Linked DNA regions of Lactuca sativa: region 2 is linked to region 1. A link is a contact called in public Hi-C data. All regions are on one chromosome and are shown on one strand. The core of a region is the stretch at or near the end of the contact, and the rest is flanking DNA. Distances in the headings are between cores, read along the strand shown.

Evidence for each region. Hi-C and Micro-C count contacts between places; a contact is called where the count stands out from the background.
Region 2: a contact with region 1 is called in a Hi-C map of bud, with 8 times the contacts expected there. The contact joins the promoter of LOC111876578 here to the promoter of LOC111876581 in region 1. A contact is called at or near these places in 4 of 4 Hi-C or Micro-C datasets (bud, leaf and seed).

Annotation. Positions count from the first base shown.
Region 1 is chr5:195,999,594-196,004,427 of Lsat_Salinas_v11, forward strand. It overlaps LOC111876581 (mediator of RNA polymerase II transcription subunit 33A), which reads right to left and starts at 2,887. Exons shown (of 12, transcript XM_023873133.3): 1 at 2,408-2,887; 2 at 1,628-1,738; 3 at 1,081-1,416; 4 at 360-664; 5 at 9-100. The coding sequence starts at 2,697. It overlaps LOC111876610 (a long non-coding RNA gene), which reads left to right and starts at 3,603. Exons shown (of 3, transcript XR_002845062.3): 1 at 3,603-3,992; 2 at 4,105-4,210.
Region 2 is chr5:196,522,471-196,527,304 of Lsat_Salinas_v11, forward strand. It overlaps LOC111876578 (ribonucleoside-diphosphate reductase small chain A), which reads right to left and starts at 2,017. Exons shown (of 9, transcript XM_023873132.2): 1 at 1,746-2,017; 2 at 1,013-1,173; 3 at 483-531; 4 at 265-391. The coding sequence starts at 1,899.

The DNA.
Region 1 (4,834 bases), core at 1,637-4,136:
ATCCAAACCCTTTGAACAAGACGAAGAGCTGCCATCCAAAGACCAAGAAAAATCTCATGCCAAGTGTTGCCATTTAAGGCGTGAAGAGCTTTTACAATACCTACAAGAGAAGATACAGATAAGAAGGGCATTTACATCTTTTACATCGTACAAGCTTTTTAGGGCTATTAACAAGAGAACTATAACAAGTCATTGTCACACCTTGTTTAACTTTTTTGAGTGGAACAAATAATTGCAATTTTTGTCCCATTGACACCTGTCTCACTCCCAGTCCAATGCATATCAAACACAGTACAACCTATTGTGTCATGTCCTGTGTAAAGGGAGTGGAAAAAAAAAACTAAAAAAAAGGGAATTACGTGTAACGATTTCAATGGAACTTGTTGTGTCAACTTGTGATCCATCCATTGCATCTTCAAGAACAAGATCAAGAGGAATCCATAAAGAAGAACCACTGATTTTATGAGAAAGACCAGCAGATGAAGACATTACTGTGTGGATTTCTTGCAAGTAACTTGATTTATTTTCCTCTGACACAACTTTTCGATCATCTGATATTAATTGAAGAAGAATTTCTGGTGTAATCACCTTTGAATTTCTTAGTGATGAAGAATTTACAACAAGAACCTCTATATCTTGGATAAAACTTCTCCAATGTGTTGGCCTGAGTAAAACATTCATGGTTTTAAGAAAAATGTTTAACTATTCATCAAATACCTAAAATACCCTTCAAAAATCACAAATCGAATGAAACTTGTGGACCCAAATCAATACCATCAATCAAATGAATCTTGGGACTTGATGTGACTAAACAAGCTTTCTAGGGCTATTTTCAATAATGAAGAGAGGAGGGTATTCTTGTCTTTTGCACAGATAAGATAACAAAGGACAAGTCCATGTCCCATCTTTTTGGGTTGGGCAAAAGAGTAGAAATTTTGTCTCATTCACATCAGTCTCAAACTCTCAATGTCATATCATGTCAGTTGTGATAAACAAGGCCTAAATCTTTCGACTTGTTTCGAGTTTTTCTTTTAAAAAAAAATGTTTAAATAAAAAGTGTTGAAGGAAATATGTTCTAACATGTTTCGGCGTGCCAAAAGAAGAATCCTTGAAGTTACTTTGTTTTGAAGGAAAAGTCCAATGAGTTCAATAGCCATTATAGTATTTCTACTTTGTAACATCTCATGATACTCATTCCTCTTTCCATCATAACCTACTTCTAATTCCATATCTTGAGCTACATTCCATCTAAATTTTCTTTCCTCCAACAACCCTTCATCTCCTAATGCTGCCTCTACTAACTGCCAAACAACCGAAAAGATGAACTCAAGTAGCAAACTCCCAGAATCATTCACTTTCACTTGCATACCAAATATCTGAGAAAGATGGAGAACATTGTCTATTGAATTCATGATCCTGCATCAACAAGTTAGTAGGTTATTACATAGTAATGTAATTTACTTGATTTGTTTGTTATATCATTGTATTTTGAAAAATCTACTCAATGATATTGCTATTTCATGCATTTAGACTAATATTTAAAACATAAATTCTCAATAATGACAAGTAGAACACATATTGTAAAAGAGATGATGAGATATAGAGGGAATTAAGGGAGAAAGCTTACACTTCATAATTTTGAAATTCTACATGTGATTTGAGCTTAAAAGCATGTCGTTTAAGGAGTTCCATATACAGTCGAAATGCTGCTGGTTGATCACGTCGCATAGGAATAACCCTGTTCAATTTAAACAGTATTTAGTCAAGTAGTTCAATCTGATGTATCAAGAACATTGAGCCCTAATTCTCGCATAAATGGATCAAATTAACAAAACAGGATAAAGCTAATGGCATGTGAAAATTTAGTCCATATTTATTACAAATATAATCGTACTATGATTTGCTTTTTCCAATTTGGGAAAGTGAAGTAAGCAAAATTTCAAAGTGCAATTAATTATACTTGATGAACATAAGAACCCCACATGTAAAAAACAGACAAAACGACACAGATCCTTTATTAATTTTGTCTAATTCAATAAAGAATCCCAGAAATTCTGGTCAAAAAAATATATGTGAGGCCATTGTGAGTGTGAAATCAACTTCAACTTCAAATGATCTCAAGAACGCGTGAAAATGATTTAAAAAATACTGAAATTTTGGATTCGTGGAATCAGTCAGCCAGTTGGATTGATTCCATGAGGGACCCACACTACTAAATTCGAACAAATCAGGATCAAGCTGATGATAATCACAATGTTGAAAGTTGAAATCAAGCAACCAAAATCAAACTAGAAAACCATGAATGATGAGAAGAGATTCAAAACACCATCATCGATAAACCTTTGGAGAATCGAAATTCTGTTTTAGAAATCAGGTTGTGAAGGGAATTAAGTCAATATGAAGAAACCTGGTAGATAGAAGAGCGAGAACAAGTAAAGGAGGAACGATGTTGAAGATCAACGCCTTTTCCAGAAACTTCCATGAAATCGGATTGTTGTTCTCCCAACAAATGTGAGAAACTAAAAGGTCTGCTAAATCTGTGGAAGGAAGAGAGACACCAGCCGAGTTTAATTGGGATGAAAGGTGAATCGCCCATATCAACGGATCACTGCCTTTATCCTGAGATTTCTTCGTTAAATCAAGGACAGAGTCCCATAGCCTGTTATTATAACTGAAGGTCCCTAAGGACACCGCCATTAAAACCGCATATGTTGCTTAGAGAAGCTTGGAAAGTGGAAAGGGAGAGTTTGTTGGGTGGGTTTGATGTGTGTAAAATGGTATGAATTTTGGAAGTCAATGGTGAAGGCGTGGGTGGATGGGCACACGGAAGTGAGGGAGTGGTGGCAGACAATAGTACTTGAATATCAGAATTTTAAATGGGCAACTGAAAATGGCCTTTTAACAGAAATATATGGTGGCTTCATCTTTTAGACGCTACCTCTAAAAAGAGTTTATTTTTTCATTTTGTTAGCCTTTTTGGTAAATTCATTTTTAACCAAATTTTTGGAAGTATTTATATATAATAATTATGATGGACCGTAGCAAATTACAAGTCATACTAATCATATGTAACATTTCCAATAAATTCGTTATTAGATGTGTAGAGAAAAAACGAAGTTACTCAGATTTAAACAAAACGAAAATGTAACTACCTTGATAAGTTAATTTTTGTTTTTATTAACATAATCAATCATAATATTTGTAATATTAATAGATTCAGTTAAGTTTTTTTAAAACAATATTTATAACCATTTATGAGCATTTAAATTGATTACAACATGTTATCAGCCGTTTTTGGTGGCATAATTATCATATATATATATATATATATATATATATATATATATATATATATATATATATATATATATATATATATATATATATATATATATATATATGTAAAAGTTCAAATGAGAATCAAAAAAGATTAAGAACCTAAGAACCAAGTAATTAGGGGAAAGTCTTGTCAAAACACAGAATGGCAAGGTTGTAAATAATATGAAGTCTAAGCCCATTTTCACAAACATTATTATTACATCTGAAACTTAAAATACCAGATCAAACCATTATATCTACAAAACTTTATTTCTCTCTCTCACCAAAGATTTCTTCCTTTCCATCACACCTCTGGTGGCTTTCCCACGCCACCACCACCTCCGGTGTCGCCACCAACCACCACGATCTACCTCCGGCGGAAACAACGTCAACCACCGCAAGCGTACCACTCTTACGACGTTGCTCTGGTGACACATCTCCATCCGCCTTTTTTTTTTCTCAATCTCCTTGAAACACCACCAAAATTGTTCAGATCTGGTGCACCACCACCTCCGCCTACCATTGATACGTGTCTTCGACCTCCAAAAGCTTTCGTATTCATCAGATTTGTGTTGATTCTTTATAAATCTATGATCTCCAGCTGTAGATCTATGATCTTTGACGACATATCTCTGATTTTCGCTTAGAAATCTATGATTTACACCTCCAGATCTGTTATGTGTCACCTCCTTCCCTTCTATTACTCGTTTTCATCTCTGTCTCTCTTATTTTTGGTCAAAACACCACCAAATCGACATCTGATATGATGTTTTTGTCCATTTTCAGGTTAGATCTGGTGTGTGTATGATGTTTACATTGATTGTGTTTACAAAGGGAGTTCTGATAAAAAGATGCACACAAGGTGTTTGATGAAATGCCTCAATGAAATTTGGTAAGTCATTAAGCAGTGAATTAAGTTGTGAATGCATATTTTTTGTATATTAAATTATGAAGTTTGTGTATTTAGCTGTGATATTTGTGTTTAAAATTGCGAATTGAATGCATTAAGCTGTGAATTTGTTGTTTAAACTGTAAATTGACTATATTAAGCTGTGAGTTTTGTATATTTAACTATGAATTAGTTGTATTAAACTGTGAATTGATTGTATTAAATTTTTTAGTTGAAAATATGCTTTTGAATGCATATTTTTTTTGGGTATTAAACAGTGAATTTTATGTATTTAACTATGAATTAAAAGTTTTAAGTTGATATTATGTTTTTCTACTTGCATTTGTTGTAGATATCTATTATATTTTGGTTTTTTTTCTGTTAATGTGTGAATTTGATAATTTAATCTCTCATTTGTCATATAATTTTGTTAATCTTAGTTTTTACTGCTATTAACTTGTGAATGTATAATTTTTTTGAATTAAACTTTAAATTTATTATAATAGTTTGTGAATTTTATATATTAAATTGTGTATTAATTGTAATAAGTGTTTTAAGTTGATAATATGGATGTGAATACTACTTTTTTTGTATTAAAATGTTAATTTAGTCTACTAAGCTGTCATT
Region 2 (4,834 bases), core at 767-3,266, 520 kb after region 1:
CCGATATAATTAATAGAGTTCATACGCAAAAAAAAAAAAAATAAATAGATCTTGTAACGTTCATAAGCCTAAAAAACATCTAAAACTTGATGACATTGTGATTTACCTTTCCCATGTTGGCGGTAGGACATTGGTGGGGGCCACCCCAGATCCCCACCAACCTTTCCCACAACCAATATGGGAAGGTAAATCACAAGAAAGGTGATGTCAGGCTTGCTTGCAACACAAGAAATGTTTTTCAATTGCATTAAACAAGGAGATTACCTTTTAATCCAATTCAAAGCCCAATTGGCTTTTCTTGCAACACAAGGAATGTTTTCAATTGCATTAAACAATCTGTATTTTTCCTTGGGATCCTTGATTAATGTTTCTAATAGCAAGCTATACATCTCTACAAAATCGTATTAAAAATCAATGAGATAGATATATTAAGCAAAAAAATATTTTATATTAACTAAACTTCGAAGCTTAAAGAGACTCACCTGAATGTACATTCTCCATTGCAATTTGAAATCCGTAAAATGCACGAGCCTATCAAAAAGAACAACACAACATCTCAAATTAGTCCCAAATCCAACAAATCCCACAATTCAAAAAAAATATTTGAAAAAAAAAAACATTTGAGAAAATAAAGGCACACTAAGAGAAATTAAGGAGGAAAAACTGAGGGAAAATTTGAAAATTTGTTAATAGTTAAGACATAGTGGATAAAACTTCATTTTAAATACTTTTTCTGTTAAGCCGTTCTTTCTGTATTAAGTCAAATCGAAACACCTTTATATAACTAACCAGATTAAGGTGTTGTTTCTTTTTGGCTTAACAAACTAAATGGGGATATGATTATATAGTGGTGCTTCTTTTCGACTTAATAAAAACAGATGGACTTCATGTTATCCATTAAGACATCATTTTATTCTGCATCACTTCTACACAAAAGGGTAAAATGGACATTTCTTTTTTTCATATTGAGACAATTCATTTATTCCACTAAGTGAAAAAAGCATTACATTACCTCAGGTATCTGAATGTCGTTTAAAAATCTTGCAGCCAGATTTTCCAAAACAATTCCATCTGATGCAGCAAAAAAGGCTAAGATATGACTTATGAACTGCTTTTCTGATTCAGTCAACTTTTGCCATTGTTGTATGTCTAAAGAGAGATCAACCTCCTCAGCTAAACCCATCAAATATACAAAAAGAATCATTAATGTATATACATATAAAAGAAAATTACATCCATTTAGATCCAAAATAAAAAATAGTACTAATAATTTTAATAGAAAATTACATCATTTTAGGATTCATAGTTTATGAATTTTTAGATTACAATGGAAGACCGAATTTTATTTGAGACATCTGTTTCAGTCTTTTTGACATAATTTGATATCTATTTCTAGTGTGGACAAATTTGGGTTTTCTTTCATTTCAAAATAATAAAGTTAGTCTCTCCAAAATTCAAATTTATATGGTTGTTGTTCTTTATTTGATCATCTATGTACGTTTTTTATGTAGATTAACATGATTTATATATTGAAAACCAGTATAACAGGAAGACATCATACAATCGTAATAAGAGGAACGATTTAAAGCAAGAAAAGCACCCGAATTATGAAATTAAAGTACCAAGAAACAAAGAGAATTACTTTTTATAATTCAAAGCAAGAAGAAACACCGAATTTATAGAATTTCTTGAATTGCATAAAAGAATTGTAAAGGATTGATAAAATTCGAGTTGATAAGCATTACCTGTCCAAATACTAGCTTGTGCTTTCTTGTACATCTCCCAAAGTTGATGGTATTTAACAGGAAACATACAAAATCTCTGGTTTTGCTCCATTAAAATTGGTTCTTCTTCTTCTTCTCCTTTGAAGTGCTCTGTTTCATTCTTCAGAGAACCCATTTTGCTATCTCTGTTCTGGATAACTGTGTGTAATATCTGGTAAATAGGTATGAAAAGTTGAAAACCCTACAAAAACCCTTCAGATAAGTTGCACAATTTGACGGTTTTTTTCTTTATTATTTCGTTCGTTTTCGCTGGTATATTGACAAACCGTTTTGGGTGAGATTTTTCTCTGTAGTTCTAAGTAACATAAATTACCCCTCATCTTTTATTCAGTGTACATATTACCCCTAAAAATAAAATAGTTACAAAAATGATCTATACACTATGAGTAATCTGGGTATGACCGTATGGGTATATTCTAGATTCACGGATATAATAGATGCATATGTAAAGGACCCCGAACCCGTGATCTTTTTCAAGCCTATGTAATTTTTTTACCGATAATTGGTTTGATGTCATAGTTCACAAAGAAGCTTAATTAGGTAAAATTTATGTATATTTGAATAGATAAGGAATTAGGTTTATGCTAATTTAACCCTGTACAGGAAAAAAAGAAACGTTTATACTGATTTAACCCTACATACTTTCGTCACGCATAAGCCGCTTCAAGTTATAAAAGTCAACATTGATAGAAAAGTTTGGGTTATCTAAAGTGGGCCTCATTATCTAAAGCATTTGTGACTTAAATTGAAAACACGTTACTTGTACGTCCATACGTGACTTAATTCAAAAAAACGTTTTTTTTATTAAATGGCAAACTGCCGAGCAAAGGAACCGACATAGTTGGAACCAGTCCTAACCGGAAATGTTGGGAAATAGGAACCGAACCGGATCGCCGGTTCTATCGGTTCCGGTTCCTACCGGTTCTTGTCATGTCTTCAAATATTGGAACCGGTCCTCGAGAAATAGCAACATACGGTTCCGGTTTTTGCCGGTTTCTGGTTCCAAAAATCCACAAGAATATCGTCACGGTCTCGGCCCGACCAATTACATCTCCGGTACCGGTTCCGGCCAGTTCCCCGGTCCATATGCTCATCCCCAGCAAACTCCTAAAGGCAAAACTGACAAAATCTTCTAAACTTAAGGACTTTTGACAGAACTTTGTCAAAAGCTCTGTATTTATTTGTTTCATATTTTGTATAGAACATAATTTTTTTCAAGGTACATACTAAATTTTATCTTGTATAAATGTTAATTAAAATTAAAAAATTAGGTGCATCATAGGACCCACCTTGGTATATGTTTGTCCACCTCTACAACCACCCAAGTTTAAGCCTGTTGGATCAGAAACAACACCAAACATCGTTGGACCTAGGGTTGCAGGGTTAGCCGACATTACACCTCAAAATTTCAATCAAATTGTAGATTTTTACGAATTTTCCGGCATAATCTAAAAATTATGGTGTGCTACCCATAGGATTACGTCTTGCGTATGCCACTGGCCCTTAACCCATCCAAGTTTATGTTGTATTACTCAGTAGCAACGACATTCCACAGTTCTTCAGATGTTGGATTGAAACCCTAGACACAAACTTGAAGAATAAGTCGCACAAAAATGGAAGGTAAATGAAAAAAACAAAGATATGAGAATTCTTTCACATCTAAACATCATTTAAGTGATTTTTCATAGATGGAATTGATGGGTATTATGCAAAACATATAAATCTTATGTATTCATGCAATCTTAATACTTGATTTATGTTTTCTCTAATTAAACATACAACTTTGAACAACAAAATAGAAACCCTAGAATACTAGCATATTTTCAAAAATACAAATAGGGTTAAGAGAAACATACATTGATTGTTATTTAGTAATAAATGTAAATCCCTGTGTTGTTGAAGCCTTGACAGCAAGCATCAAAAATTTCATGCCACTAGTGGTTCACACCCAACACTAGCAAAACTTAGTGAGTTCCTATAAATATCGAATAACATACATATCAACGGGCCCAATCCCCACATTAGCCCTAACCCATAATATGGGGCCCAACCCTTGATACCAATGGGCCCATCCCTATATATTAATAGGCTCAACCTAACATACAAATGGGCTAAGCCCGATATATCAATAAATAAGCCTATACCATCATACAATGCAAGAGTCACAAATATAGCTATCATCTTACATAGTATAGTGAGAAGACTCACCTCGATCCATAGACAGACAAATCTCACACTCGAGCTGCCGAAACTAAAAATTTTCATTTTAAACCATTAACTCCATACAACCATTTGTTCTAAAACCAATCAGAGTGAATTGTATTTTCCAAACATCAGAGTAAAACAAATATAACCAGTGCGGAAAAGCCATCAGGGGATGTTGTGTAGTCAAGCCGCGCCCTTCCCTTTGGAACTAGAAGTACCTGAAAATGTTTAAACCACAAAACCATAAGCATAAAGCTTAGTGAGTTCCCCAAAATACCACATACCATACATAAGATATGGAATGCTATGCACCAACCATATTCTTACAATCATTAACATGTCGTGGGCCACATCATGGTCTTTCCTGGCCATGCCAAGGGCCAAAACCCGGGTCTTACAAACAAGTGCCAAGTGTCACCTCCTAGTCTTCTATACAAGCATCACAAAGACAGCTAGCATCCTACATATACCTGATAGGGTCCAAACTGGTCTTGTTTACAAGTTGTCGGGAGCCATATCTAGGTGTTTCATATAATTGACAAGGGCCACGACTTGGTCTTCTAACATAGTATAGTGAGAAGATTCACCTTAACCCTGAAGACAAGATAAACCACCCACTCGAGCCAAAGATATCAAACCTCCCTTGCTACACATATCCACAATAAAACGCTAATTAACAATTAAGGAAATGACTGACACACGAAAGGTCTAGGCTTAGAAATAAACCTCCTTTGGGAAAAAGACCATTTTGCCCTTCCTATACTAAGTCCCTACACGGTTGGCCAAAATTCAAACTGGTCAAAAAGTCAACGGTCAACGCTCAGTTGACTTACGCCCTACATAAC